2 separate regions of the Sus scrofa genome follow, and region 2 is linked to region 1. The links are chromatin contacts, called in public Hi-C maps. All regions are on one chromosome and are shown on one strand. The core of a region is the stretch at or near the end of the contact, and the rest is flanking DNA. Distances in the headings are between cores, read along the strand shown. Region 1 has its middle 580 kb from the start of CBLB. Region 2 has its middle 440 kb from the start of CBLB.

The links. Hi-C and Micro-C count contacts between places; a contact is called where the count stands out from the background.
Region 2: a contact with region 1 is called in a Hi-C map of embryonic fibroblasts, with 2.4 times the contacts expected there. The contact joins two enhancer-like sites. A contact is called at or near these places in 3 of 47 Hi-C or Micro-C datasets (adipocytes and embryonic fibroblasts).

What each region holds. Positions count from the first base shown.
Region 1 is chr13:152,902,702-152,905,416 of Sscrofa11.1, reverse strand. No RefSeq gene overlaps it. Among named protein-coding and RNA genes, the nearest start is that of CBLB, 580 kb to the left of the region's middle. Within about 2 kb of position 1,371, at least 6 of the 83 cell types and tissues checked have an H3K27ac peak or open chromatin away from gene starts, as enhancers often do. A contact at or near this core is called in embryonic fibroblasts, where this site is marked.
Region 2 is chr13:153,043,176-153,045,890 of Sscrofa11.1, reverse strand. No RefSeq gene overlaps it. Among named protein-coding and RNA genes, the nearest start is that of CBLB, 440 kb to the left of the region's middle. Within about 2 kb of position 1,395, at least 12 of the 83 cell types and tissues checked have an H3K27ac peak or open chromatin away from gene starts, as enhancers often do. A contact at or near this core is called in embryonic fibroblasts, where this site is marked.

The DNA of each region.
Region 1 (2,715 bases), core at 122-2,621:
AAATGGCCCTAAGACATTTCCTCCAATTCCTCTGACACCTACCAGTAGACAAAGTTCACTACTGAATGTAACACCAATGCTGAAATCAAGCTAGAACTTTGTGGAATTTGCTTCGTTACTCAATTCATAATTCTCAGCCTATATTTTATAGTTAGTTCTCTTTTTCCTTTAGCATACATTTGTATACTAAGCTGCAAAGGAGATAACTGACTAAGCCAAAATGTAGCTTTTTTTTTTCCTTTCAATGTAAGTAATTCGGGGGCAAATCCAAACCAATGCAACAGCATGTTAAAAAAAAAAGTAAGATCAGGGAGTTCTCCGATGGCCTAGTGGGTTGAGGCTCCTGTGTTTTCACTGCTTTGGCTCTGGTTGCTGCTGTGTGGTATAGGTTTGATCCCTGGCCCAGGAACTGCCACACATTGCCTGGTGGCAAAAAATAAAAACAAACAAAATGAAAACAAAAACAAGAGAGAACCTAAAATAAACATTTCAACTCTCATTTAAGTGGGATGGACTGGGAATCTGGGATTAATAGATGCAAACTATTGCCTTTGGAATGGATAAGCAATGAGAGCCTGCCCTATAGCACTGGGAACTGTATCTAGTCACTTATGATGGCGCATGATGGAGGATAATGTGAGAAAAAGAATGTATATATGCATGTGTGACTGGGTCACTTTGCTGTACAGTAGTCTAGCCACTTATGATGGAGCATGATAATGTGAGAAAAAAGAATATATACATGTATGTGTAACTGGGTCCCCATGCTGTACAGTAGAAAAAAAAATAATGTATTGGGGAAATAAAAATAAATAAATAAATAAATAAATAATGAAAAAATGAAAAATGACAGAACACTGTAAACCAGCTATACTGGAAAAAATAAAAATCATTTTAAAAAATAAAGAAAAATAACAACAACAAAAAAAAACCCAAAGCCACAACAGACAATGGCACCTATCCACAACAGATGGTCATTCTCTACTTTCCAAAGAATGTGTGTTGGAATCCCTTAGTAACAATAAAGACAAATTTCCCATGTCTGCCAAGCCTAGAGCTGTCACTGGAATCTACAAACGCAGCCCAGTGTTTGTGGCTTTCTGACTGAGAGCAATGTTTTCAAGGCTTCAGATATCACTTGGGCTACGTGCCACCTACTAAGTGATCGTGGTTTAAATTCCCAAAGCATGGGAGCATAACATTACTCACTGAACATTTCTCACACTTCTTTTTACTTTACCATGTCATCAACTTATTCTTGAAAATATGCTTTCTTGCTTTTTTTTTTCTTTTTAGGGCCACACCCATGGCATATGGAGGTTCCCAGTCTAGGTGTCTAATCAAAGCTACAGCTGCCAGCCTATACCACAGGCACAGCAATGCCAGATCCAAGCCACGTCTGCAACCTATACCACAGCTCATGGCAAGCAGGATCCTTAACCTATCAAGCAAGGTCAGGGTCAGGGTTTCTAGTCAGATTCATTTCTGCTGCAGCATGATGGGAATTCCCCTTCTTGCTTTTTAAAAAAATCTTTCAGCTTCACTTGAAATAAAGTTTGAGCAGTAACTGCTTACTAACCTTCACAGCTCACTGAAGGATGCTGCTAACAGAGGTTTTACTAAAAATAACTGGGATGTGGGGGAAGTCAGTGTGTGTATGTATTTGTTTTCTATCTACTTCTCCACTGGCACAGAACTACTGTAACATGTGAGTATTAGCAAAGAAAGAAAAAAAAATGAAAGGAAATCAGGAAGACACCCAGGAGATAATATATTGTGGCTGATGACGTATAAAAATCTGACCTGTCTACCCAATGACAAACTATTCTCCTTTTTCCTCTGATACTTCATGTAAAATTTCAAAGCAATGGATGACATAGAGAAGCAGTTGCTTTTCCTCTACTCCTTTAAGTTTTAGCTTCCTGAAAATTAACCACTTGTCTTCCAAACCATTTTTTCACCCCTCCTGCTTCCACTGAATGATACATGTCTAAATCTACATGACCCTCAAAAGTCCTTTTCCTTGGCTCAGGCTCAGTTTTCTTTTGATGAAAATGTTAAAGCACACCAATGATCATGTAAGAATTTTCCCAGTTCAAAAATCAATAAAAAATTTCATGCCACTTTGCTCTAAAAAATAAAAATAAATAAAACAAAAGTCAAGACATCTAATTCAGGATGCAATGAATGAGCAATGTAGTCTATTAAATTACCACACTATATAGTATGATCTTATATTTTATACCAAAAAACAGTGTATCTGCTTTGAATGAATGCACATAAAAAAAGCTCACAAATATTGGCTCTTCCATGGGGTAAGGACATAATATAGAAGACTTTTCCTCTTGGCAACACAACTAATTTTATACTATTCTTCATTTTTCATATTATGTAAGAATAATGTTTTTAAACAAGCGTAGATTACCTAAGTAATTTTTAAAAGCAATAGAAAAATTCAAGAATATAGTATTAGATAACAAAAAGTGAGCTTATTAATCATCATGAAGGAAGATGCATAAAATTTTCCCTAGTTCATTTGATGGGAATTCTTTTTTCTTAATTCAAGTATAGTAGATTTACAATGTTGTGCCATTTTTGCTGTACAGCAAAGTGACTCAGTCATCCATATACATACAAGATCTTTTTATATTATCTTCTATCATGGTATGTCCCAAGAGACTGGATATAGTTCCCTATGCTGTACAGCAGGACCTC
Region 2 (2,715 bases), core at 146-2,645, 140 kb before region 1:
AGATACAGATTCTGTCCTACACCACAGCCACAGCAACTCGAGATCTGATCCGTGTCTGTGATCTACACCACAGCTCATGGCAACGCCAGATCCTGAACCCACTGAGCAAGGCCAGGGATAAACCCACAACGAAACCTAGTTTAATTCATTTCCACTGTGCCATGACGGGAACTCCTATTTTATTTCTTATTGTTGAATTTCTTCCTACCCTAAACTTTCCTGCTCATCTATGGCAGTTTAGTACTTTCATTGTGATTTCTATTCTTTGAAAAAAAGTTTTAATCATTTACCAATTGAGTATTCATATTTTATTTTAGATTGTAATGTTGCTTCCATTTCTTGGTGTTAGTCCTCTCCTTGCTATGTCACCAATTCTTCCTTAAGGTGATAGTTTCCTCATCTGATATACAATTATTTAACATGAGTTCATTTTTATTAGGATTCTTCGGAGAATCTAAAGTTCTTGCTCTGACATGGGAGGTTCTCTGTAGAGTGGTTTATTTCTTTTGTGTCTAAGGAGCTTCAGTTGTATAGTAGCCAGAACTCTAGATGGGCCCCATGACCCATATCTCCCGATGTTACCTTATGATTATGTTATATTACAGGGCTGTAATGGTTAACTTATACGCCAATTTGGCTTAGTTATAGTCTCTAGTTAGTCAATCAAAGAGTAATCTAGGAGTTTCTCTGAAGGTATTTGTAGATTTGATTAAAGTCATAATGAGCTGACTTTAAGTAAGTAAGATTAGCCCAGCTAGTCTGAGTGCGCCTGATTTAATCAGTTGAAAGGTCTTAAGAGCAGAACTGAGACTTCTCAGAAGAAATCCTGTATGTGGACTACCATTCCAGCCTGCTCTCCCTGCCAAGCTGTCCTACAGATTTCAGACTTTCCGAGCCAATCCTCACACTCACCTATGCCAATTCTTGCAATAAATCCCTTGAGGCAGGTCTCCTTTTCTGTTTCTCTGATTGAACACTGGCAGAAACACTGGCAAAGAAATTTTTCAGATATAATTAAAGGCAGAAAAGGAGCAAGTACCTCCAATCTATACCTACAAAGAACTTATTCTTCCAACAACCTGAATGAACTGGGAAGCAAATTCTTTCCTGGGATGTCCAGATAACAGCTCAGCCCAGCTGACACCTTGATTTTGTCCTTGCATGACCCCAAGCAGAGCAACCAGCTGAGTCGGCTCGGTCTTTGGCCTAGAGCACTGTGAGTTTAAAAGCAGACATTGTTTTAAACCTCTAGGTTTGTGGTAATTTGCTATACAGCAATAAAGAACCAATGGAAATGATTCATTCTGACTTCTGAGGTTAGCATTCCATACCATGGATAGTGTGATGTGAACTTCATCTACTTAGGAATGACCCAGGCTAGAGTTTAAATTCCTGATATGTGACTATTTCTACCCATAACCTCTGACAGGCTGCATTCTTCCTTGTAGTTTATTTAGTCAGTGGGTGAAACATGACTAGTCCTGTTTTTACGAAACAGGCAGCTCTTGGCTTTATGAAGAATCGCAGATTCAGGTCTACATATCTCTTTCAGAATTTTTACATTTCATCCTTAAAAATCTCTTTCATGTAATACTTTTAAAGGCTAGTCTGAGGCTTCTTTAGATAGGAACTGGATCTGGAAAGAATAGAAAAGGCAGAAGTGATCTTTCTTACAGGAAAAAAAAAAAAAGAATTAAGTTTCTATCTCAAAACTTCTAATCCTAAACATGTAAACTTAATTATAAGAAAAACCAGGATCAGGTGGTAGAATATAATATAGTTTCACTGTCACTTAACTGAGTTCCTTGGAGATAAATATTTCAGAATATAGCACTTTTCCAATTTCACAAACGTAACGAAGGGCATTTACTATACATTACATTATGCCCCTTCTAAACCTGGGTCAGTGTTCTATAATCAAAGACAATGGAATTCAGTGTATCAATATTCCTATCAAGTGGATAAAGAACATGAATAGCTTCATGTAAGCTCAGGTGAAATTTCACTGCTATTTGATTCAAGTTAGGGAAGAATTTACCATGAAACACTTAAACTCTAAGACTTGGGAGCGCTTGAATTTTGGAATTTTAATAAGGAAGATGTAAATATTAAGTGAAGAGTTTTAAGGAATTAAAAAAATATGAGATCCTAAGAAGTGGGATAAAAAGTAATATTCTTCCATAAATAACAACAAAAATCTTGATAACAGGGCTTTCCAGATAATCATATAATTTTTTTAAAAGCATCCGGCTAGTCATACTCCTTTTATCCAGGCTTAGCACATGGTGTTTTAAACTTGCCCTTTTAAATTATGAATTCCACTTAGACATGGATATAGCCTATCACTATTAGCACTAAATAAACATTGAGATGTCAAAAAGTTATCAAACCATCAGGTTATTTTGCTATGTGCTATCTCACAGATCCTTTGAATTCTCTTTTCCTTGGGGATAACAGCCAGTGTTTGCTTATAATTGGACACTGTCATTCTAAAGGGAGCCCTACAACCTCAGATACCAGCATAGTTGAGAGGACTCTGATTTATGGCTTAAGTGAAAAAAAAAAAAAAGCCATTTACTTCTTTTGCTGTTCTTCAAAGGAAATTAGACCAGAGAAGAAGATGCATATAATTCTGGAATAATGCTGAATGGGGAGTGTGTGTGTGTGTGTGTGCTCATGCACATACGCATGCCTGTGTAGCATTTTAAAGCAGGT